Regions from separate parts of the Rattus norvegicus genome. Here region 2 is linked to region 1. The links are chromatin contacts, called in public Hi-C maps. All regions are on one chromosome and are shown on one strand. The core of a region is the stretch at or near the end of the contact, and the rest is flanking DNA. Distances in the headings are between cores, read along the strand shown.

What was found. Hi-C and Micro-C count contacts between places; a contact is called where the count stands out from the background.
Region 2: a Hi-C map of liver shows a contact between it and region 1, with 4 times the contacts expected there. The contact joins two enhancer-like sites. A contact is called at or near these places in 2 of 12 Hi-C or Micro-C datasets (both in liver).

What each region holds. Positions count from the first base shown.
Region 1 is chr16:85,352,907-85,357,488 of GRCr8, forward strand. No RefSeq gene overlaps it. Among named protein-coding and RNA genes, the nearest start is that of Irs2, 160 kb to the left of the region's middle. Within about 2 kb of position 1,900, at least 4 of the 93 cell types and tissues checked have an H3K27ac peak or open chromatin away from gene starts, as enhancers often do. A contact at or near this core is called in liver, where this site is marked.
Region 2 is chr16:85,526,176-85,530,757 of GRCr8, forward strand. LOC120097571 (a long non-coding RNA gene) reads left to right here. Exons shown (of 7, transcript XR_010058510.1): 2 at 3,214-3,357. Among named protein-coding and RNA genes, the nearest start is that of Irs2, 340 kb to the left of the region's middle. Within about 2 kb of position 2,731, at least 9 of the 93 cell types and tissues checked have an H3K27ac peak or open chromatin away from gene starts, as enhancers often do. A contact at or near this core is called in liver, where this site is marked.

The DNA of each region.
Region 1 (4,582 bases), core at 650-3,149:
TGATGGATAATAGATGGAAATACCAGGTAGATTGAAGGATGGATTATAGATGGACAGGTTAAATAGATGTCAGGCGGACAGACACACAGACAGGTGGACATATTTATTGGAGTTTGGCTCATGCAGTTATGGAGGAGAGAAATCCTGCAACAGGGTTTCTGTGAACTGGGAGATCCTGGGCTGTCAGTGAAGGTGCCAGGTCCCATAATGCAAGCCTGTGAGCAAGGGAAGGGCAGTCCCTGCCCAGAAGAGAACCAGCTACAGGAAGATTCTCTCTCTCTTAGCCTTTTGTTCCGCCCTCCCGTGGTGCCTGCCTGTGGCTGTCTTCCATACTGTCTACTGACTCACAGGCCCCTCTCCTCTGGAAACTTCTCACAGGTCCATTCAGAAGGGATGTCTTACCTACCAGACATCCCCTAACCCAGCCCAGGTGATGCCTGCACCCAGTGGCCAGGCTTTATAGGAAATCGCTCTTCTTGGGTATGCATTTTGCCTGTTTCTCCTGTGAACTTGGTCGTGGGGGTTTGTCACAGGTGCTATTGCCATGCTAGCTGTTTTACAGGACGTCAGCAGTGTCAGTCAATGAAAGGCACGGTAATTACAGAGGAGAGAGCTCGGGAAGCTCCTACATCTCCTCCGAGAACGTTACTGTCACCCAATCTAGCTCCACTCACTCCTCCTCATAGTTATTACGCATCCATTTAGAGCTAGAAAGCAGTGCTGTGCAGCCTAAGAACTGACCACACGCACTAAACTGGGGTCAAAATACTTGCAGCTGGGAAGACAGCTGTCGGTAAAATTATGCAAGCATAGAGACCCGTCTTCAATCTCCGGGACCCATATAAAAAAGCCAGGTGTGGTGGCACAGTCTCGAGATCCCAGCACTGGGGAAGCAGAGACAGGCAGGTCCCTTAAGCTCACTGGCTAACAACGCTAATCAGTGAGCTTCAGGTGCCCCAAGAGAGCTAAGGTAAGAACCTGAGGAGCGGTACCTGAGGCTGGCACACACATGTGCACATACCTGCCCACAAAGATCCACGCAGTGTGTTCCTTTGGAAAATCAAACCCACTCTGAATGTTTGAGGGTTTTATTCAATCTGGACATTAGAAAGGAGTGCTGTGCCCCCATCAACCTCCAGAGCTAAAGACTGAAATTCTAGGCCTCATGTGTGTTATCTTCTCCACTCAGAGATTCTTCTAACCATTTTTAGACAGCACTGAAGTCAGGCTCTTGCTGGCATCACCCTCTGGATCCTTCTAGGTTGGCCTCCCGGGTTCTGGGTCTACAGATGTATAGCAGCATCACTCTGTCTCACACTCTGCTTAGCGTAGGTGGTGAGATTTTAAAAGGTGATTCCTGAGACCCTTTGGGACAAAGAGGGATTAGGAAAAGTCCTGTTTTACCAGGTGGTTGAGCTGTCGCAGCATCTCTCCCGTAGTCCCAGCGTTCGTGTTTGAAAGGGCGCTCAGCCCTGTGAGCTGTGTGCCTTTTGTGAGAAGGGACGGGATAGGGCACTTGGGCATATGCCCTGGGTTCCTTCAGGTTTCGAGGAGGCCAGACATGTCTGGCTATGTAGGAGTTCCTCTATCATTGGCCAGACTGGAAAGTTGCAAGGGAGAGGCAGGATTTGGATGTTTTTTAATAAAAGAAACAAAGAAATAGGTTCCCTCTCCCCCAGGCCCCTGGAAAAAAATGTCCCATCATCCTCTGGATGTCATACAAGAACACACTTGCTGTCCTAAGGTATGAATGGAGCCACTCTAGTTTCAGAACAAATAAACACAATGGCCCGGGGAGCTTGGATTTCCTCTTCCTCTTTCGTGGTTCCTCTTGGCAGGCTGTCATGGGAACCTGGCTTGTGATGAGTGGACCTTTGTGCTTCTGGCTAACGAGGATGAGCAGAGGGAGACACGCTTAAGATTGGCAGTTGGGTGTTCCCTGAGGGGGTGTGGGTGGCTCTCTAGTAGATTCCCATCCATGACTGCCACACTCTTATGTGTGGACTCCATAGCCGCCCTAGCTAAGCTTCCATATCCCCGGGTGTAAACAAATATGCCAGCGCCACCGGGATGGTAGTGGTAAATGGTGACCCATGGTAAACAAAACGGGATTTTAAAACTAGGCTACGTGGTGATGTTTTCTATACTTTTCTTTTTTCCCCAGACTTTCTTTTCTTTTAAATTTATTCCTTTTTTATTGGATATTTTTAAATTTACATTTCAGATGTTATCCCCTTATCCTATCCCTTCTCCCCATTCTTCTATGAGGGTGTTCCTCCAACCATCCACCCACTTCTTCCCGCCTCCCTGCCTTGACACTCCCCTACACTGGGGAGTCCAGTCTTGGCAGGACCAAGGGCTTCTCCTCCCACTGGCCATCCCAACAAGGCCATCCTCTGCTGTATATGCAGCTGAAGTCATGGATCTGTCATGTGTAGTCTTTGGGTAGTGATTTAGTCCCTGGGAGCTCTGGTTGGTTGATATTGTTGTTCTTATGGGGTTGCAAGCTCCTCAGCTCCTTCAATTCTTTCTCTAACTCCTCCATTGGGGACTTTTATATTCATGTTACAGAATCTCATTAAACACATTAAAACCATTTGGAATATCAGATGGGAAGCCCCGGAGTCTTCCCTGATTGTATAGTGCACTTGACAGCCTGGAGAGTTCAAGGGTGTGGCCAAGGCTCAGGGGTAGAGGCTGGGCAGTGACAAGGCCTCCTGCTCTCAAGAACAGCTTGCCCCTGCTCACTGGACATAGGCTTATCTGGCATTCGGGGTCAAATGGAAACTTCCAAGCCGCCATGTGCTCACATACACGGACTGTGTCATATCAATGACGTGCCTCCCTTGGAAAACAAAACACCATCCCTCACAGTTGTCCCTGTGTGCGTAGACAGCGGCAAATGCTTATTTGCTAAACCTCCTGACTCCTCCATTTCTGGGTCCCATTGAGGTCATGGAAACACAAAAGTCAATACCCACAGAGAAAAAAAATGCCCCTGAGAGTATTTATTTAAGAGTATTGTTCCAGGATATGCACAAAGATAAAGACTGTGTAATGAATGGTGGCTCTGGAGGCCAAGCACCAAGGCGTTCTATCCTGTACCAGCAGTTACCCTGGCCAGGAAGAGGCCGTGTGCTACCTCAGGACATGCCCTTATAAAAGAGTCACCTTGCCAAGCTGCCAACTGGTTCTCTTTACCCTAGAGGATCAAGGGAAAGAACAAAGGGAGGAGGCAGGTGGGAGCGGATCCATTCACGGCCACAGAGTATACAGACAAGCAGGGATTTTGCTCCCAGAGAAGGGACAACAGATGGTGTCAGAGAACATTAGTGCCAGCCCATACCTAGAGGTTCCAGAGAGCCAAGGTAGGGCTGTGGGTCTGTGAGAAGCACTTGTATCTCATTGCTAACTCTCTCAGGAATGTGGGGAAGGGAATTCCAGCCTCTTAGAAGCTACAGCATGGCAGGTGTCTCTGAGTTTCTGCTTCTCTGGAGCTATGAGGAAAACAGGTCTGCACTGGGTTCACACGTCTCTAAGATGCAGAAGAAATTCAGTAGTTCAGAGTTTGGTGCATTTAGCTTACGATGTCCCCCCATCCCCTCGTGGAAGCCACGAATGGACGGACAGCAACTTGGAAGCATGTCAAATGAAATACAGAGCGGAAGCCCACTCACGTCTCTCCATGCTTAATGGTCATTGACTTTTAAAATGGGTTTTGAAATAAAAGGCCTTCTGGAAGAAGTGCAGATTTGAACGGATTACTAGAAAGCGAGGATTGAGTACCCCGCTCTCCTGCATTCTTTTCTCCTCAGGCAGAAGCTCTGACCGGCCCCTGTGCGCTGGCTGGTTCTGTGTGTCAACATGACCCAAGCTGGAGTCCCAGTCCTGACTTCCTTAGGCGATGTGTGGAAGTGTAAGCTGAATAAACCCTTTCCTCCCCAACTTGCTTCTTGGTCATGATGTTTTGTGCAGGGATAGAAACCCTGACTAAGACAATCCTGATTTCCTATACTCGTGCATCTGCAGTCCAATGATTAGACTGCAAAAATGCCATATAGGCTACTGGATGGGAGGGACTAGGAGCAGATTTTTCATAAGCAGACCTGTTGGTTCACCACTAGCCCATGAAGCCACCACATAAGGAGCCTGTGAAAAGTACAGTCAGACAAGGCAGGGTGCTGCCAGCTTACGGCTTCACATAGCATGCTCACCCAGTCACATCCAACAGATGTGGGATACTTTCCGTTCTTTCTCTGGCTACGCATCTTTACCAGATGGAGTTGATTAAAGCCCCTGTTTCCTCACAGCACAACTGGGCTATGTTGGCTGGCAGGCAAGCTCTTGGGATTCACCTGTTTTCATTCCCACCTGATCCTGGGTTTATAGGCACAGGCAGCCGTGCCTGGAGTTTTACCTGAGTGTTGGAGACTTGGACTCAGACTTTGCTTGCAAAGCCAAAGGTCTTACCCACTGAGCCATCTATCAGGTTCCTGTCTATGGAATCACTAGCCTGGTGTGTTGATGCACTCTGCAATTCTAGGACACAACAGGTTGAGGCAGGAGAATCTTGGGTTGGAGG
Region 2 (4,582 bases), core at 1,481-3,980, 170 kb after region 1:
TTTTGACCTATAAGGTGGCCATAAGCGTTGTGTTGGCCAAGAGAGTGAATGTAGTGGTTTGATTGGGAAATATCTTCCATAGGTTCATGTATTTGAACACTTGTTCCCTAGTCATTGGCACTGTTGTGAGGAGGTCTTGGAATCTTTAGGAAGTGCATCTTTGCTGGGGGGAAGTACACCACCAAGAGCAGGCTTTAAGGGTTTATAGTGCCCCCCCCCAACTCCCTACTCAATCTCTCTGCTGTGTGAAGAAAAATTTGCTTAGCCAACTTGCTGCTTTGCAGCAGCCATGAAAGTCCTTGTGCTCACAAATAAGTACTAGGGAACCTAGAATGCTAAACTCACAGTGTTGTTCTTTCAAAGGAAGGGATGCATGATCTATTATCCACCCAGAAAACTGGGAGTGGCTGTTATTAATGGCTTGGTGACCTTTGTTCGATCTGCCTGGTCAAAGTCTTATAAGCTTGTTTTTCTCAATCAGTAGAACCCATCCTTACGAAAGGTGTCCCGTGTACTTTACAAAGAGTTTCAGTGTAGTCACGTCTGATCTTTATTTACCTTGATCTGCATTGTATTGCACAAGGGGATTGAGTTAATTATCACCAGGAAAGTTTTCACCAAATCTCATTGTGCTTAAATGCCTGAAACAAACTACTCAGGCTCAGAACCCTTGTGTCTCAGTTTGGGTTTCTATTGCTATGAAGAGACACCATGACCGTGGCAACTCTTTCACAGGAACACAGTTAATTGGAGATGGCTTACAGTTTCAGAGGTTTAGTCTACTATCATCATGGTGGGTAGACATGGTACTGGAGAGGGAGCTGAGAGTTCCGAATCTTAATCTAAAAGCAGCAGTAGGAGTCTGGATCACACTGACCAGACTTAAGCATATATATGAGACTTCAAAGCTTCACCCCCACAGTGACACCCTTCCCCCAACAAGGGCACACCTACTCCAACAAATCCACACCTCCCCATAGGGCCATGCTCCATGGGCCGAACACTCAAACACATGAGTCTATGGGGACCATACCTATTGCAACTACCACAACCGGACTTAGTTGTGTTGAACTGAAATGCATCCTTGTCTCCTGCAATTGGTCTCTCTGCTGCATATGAAGGACACAGAGACCCCAAAGTTCTTTGGTTTGCATGCTATGCCTCCCCCACCACAACAGACTCTAGCTTCTTGCAACTGAAAGCCAAAAATAAACATTCGCTTCCTTAAATTGCTCCAAGTCATGGTATTTTTATCACAGCAACAGAAAAGTGACTAATGCAGCGTTTATCAGTGGCCTATGGTTGTCTCTGAAGTCTCTCTGCCACTTAGGTTTCAGTAACAAGTCCACTCAATGGTACCCCAGTGAGAGCAAGGCAGAACATGCTAGCACAAGTACAATCATCTAATACACTCCAGATCCAATGTGGTGGGCATATGCCTGCTTTCATCTTCTCCCGGCATGGTTTTATGAGACAAAGCCATATTGAGAGAAAACGTTACAAGGGTGGATGAAGGCTGACTACCTCTTCCGCCAGCTCCCAGTTATACCCCAAGGCTTCACTCAACAGCAGATGCCACATCTCAGTTCTGCTCATCTAGGCCACCAGATTCTGGGCAAGGAAGTGTGTGATTCCCAACAATCTTTACTTTGGTGCTTGAAAAAAGAAGTAAGAAAAAGATGTCTAGTCAGTACCTAGCTACCCACAAAACTCGTGCAAATTAGCCACTGACTGCGCTAGGCCTGTGAGGTCCTGCTCATCAGCATCGGAAAAATACATCTTCTCTGAACATGTTCAAAGTTGAAGAATAGAGTTGGAGGGCAGAGGAACTATCTTTAGTTTCTAACTGACCTGAACAGTAAAGACTTGTTTCATTATCCTCTCAGAAATATTGAGCTGCACAGAAGAACTGATTTGAGTGAGGGACCCTTGACAGGGATGTGAAATGTCCCTTCAAGGGTTTGAACACTCAGACCCCAGCTGCGGTACTGTTTTGGGAAACACCTTCAGGCCTAGGGGGAGAAAGAGTATTTTAGAGCCTAGTCCTGTGTCTTAGTTAGGGTTTTACCTCTGTGAACAGGCACCATGGCCAAGGCAAGTCTCGTAAGGGACAACATTTAATTGGGGCTGGCTTACAGGTTCAGAGGTTCAGTCTGCTATCACCAAGGTGGGAACATGGCAGCCTTTGGGCAGGCATGGTGCAGGAGGAGCTGAGTTCTACATCTGCATTTGAAGGCTGCTAGTGGAAGACTCAATCCAGGCAGCTAGGATGAGGTTCTTAAGCCCACACCCACAGTGACACACCTACTCCAACAAGGCCATGCCTTCTAATAGGCTCCTCCCTGGCCCAAGCCTATACAAACCATCACACCCTGCTTCACTACATTTCTCTGCTTCCTGTCACATTTGAGAAGTGACCAAGCAGCCTCCTATACTCATTACCACAGCCGAAGCTGCCTCTGTAACACACCCTGTCCTCTAGGGTGAAGTAATTATTCAGCCATGGGTGATTGTGTAGTGGCTGCTGTGAAATCCCTCCCCCACTTTGTTTTGTTTTGGTTTTGGTATTGCTCAAATGCTGTGACTTAACACGTTCTCAGTAGAGAAGTGCCATGAAGACAGGTGTGGAAGGGACATCCAAGGTCACGTGTCAGGCTGCTGTGACCTTTGTAAGGGCCATCCCCTGTGTCCATGAGAACTACTGGCAAGCGCTTCTGCTACAGCTGTCTATGGCTGATGTCCCCAGGCAGAGAGACAGAAATGAAACAGGGCTGTATCAGGCTCGGGGTGACTCCCTCTGTGTGGGAGGACCTCACAGAACGTTGGTTCTGTGTATGCCATGACTTCCATTCAACACTCCAGTCCAGAGAGCTACTTATTGTTACAGGTATAAAGAGTTTAGTCGTTTGCCTTCTGCTGACAGAATGTAAAGAGATCATACACCTCACTTTAGTCACACTCAGACAAAGTTGGCCATGACTAAGTGCAGTCCATGACTCATTTCCCTTTCACATATTTCAAACCTTTCCCTCTCCAGCCTCTCAGTATAGCTGTGGGATACAGCACTCAATCTATCAAGTCACTCGGGAGCACACAGTAGGGCCAGTCACAATAACAAGGTCACAGGGCAGGGGTGGGAGCAGGAGTCAAGGACAACACGGTAGGGGCTGAGAATCTTCCAGATCATTCTCACATCTGCTATTCCCACCATAGGAAACGCCCTGATTCTACAAACCAAGAGTTCAAGTGAGCAGTTGTGATATAGAGAACATCACCTAAGCAACTGGCCTGAAGCATCCCCTTTCCTCTCACCCATGAAGTCCCTTCTGTCCTCACATGCCCCACTTTACTATCTAGGTGAGCAAAACACTTTTAAAAAGGTTTTTAAAAGTGGTGTGTGTGTGTGTGTGTGTGTGTGTGTGTGTGTGTGTGTATGTGTGTGTATGTATGCCTGTAGCATGTTTGTGTATGTGTATGTATGTGTATGTGTATATATGTATGTATGTGTGCGATACATGTGTATGTATGTATTTAGTATGTTTGCATATTTGTGTGTATGGTGTGTGTCTGTGTATTGTATGTATGTGTATATATATGTATATATATGTGTGTGTATGTGTATGTATGTGTATATATGTTTATGTCTATGTGTGTATGTTTGTGGGGTGTGTGTGTGTGGTATTCTTTCTATTTCTTTGATACCTCCACGACCAAAGGCAAAGAGTTTATTCTGCCTTATAGTTCAGAGGGATAGAGTTCACCATGGTGGGAAAAGCCTGGTGTGTGATAGGAGCAGGAGGCCAGCTTTTCACATTTTTATCTGTACACAGAAAGCCCCAGCAGGAAATGTGATGAGACGGGGAACTTCCTCCAGCAGGACTTCTTCCCATAAAGATTCCATAATCTCCCCAAACAGCTCTAGCAACCAGGGACCGAGTGTCCACATACAAAAGCCTAAGGGGACATTTTTTTCATTCAAACTATCACAGAGTCTGGGCAGACCTGCTGTCAACCTGTTTGCTCCCCAGACAAAGAATAGCTAAACATATTTCCTTTCTTACTCCCATCTCAGGAGGCTCAAGAAATCGCACCAACTACTCATCTCTGTTATGAATTCACAAAACTATAATTTGCTTTCTAGAGATAACTAGATAATTTGTGTAACTGGAACCTGGTTTAGGGCAGTCCACATGACTGCTGTGTTTAGAAGGGCAGAGAAAAACAGTAAGTAGAACATAAGAACTTCTTCAATTCTAGAACAGTTTCTTCACTTGTTCAGCCATTCTCCAGAGAGAGAGAACCCAGCAGATGAACCTACACTCCTGTGTTTGTGTCTCTTGACCCTGGGGTTGGACAGAGAGCTGATATCTCTACCGGTCAAGACATGAAGAATCCTGCCTGAACTGGAAGGCTGTAGTTTTCATTATTTCATAAGCAGATACGGGAGAGTTGTAGGATCCCTGATGCATTGTTTTCTGCCCCAAATGCATATTATCAACATTGTTCTTCTTTAATAGTCAGCCCTGGCTACCCTAACTGACAGAATAACTTGCTTCTGGCCTAGTGCTACTGGTCTGGAAAT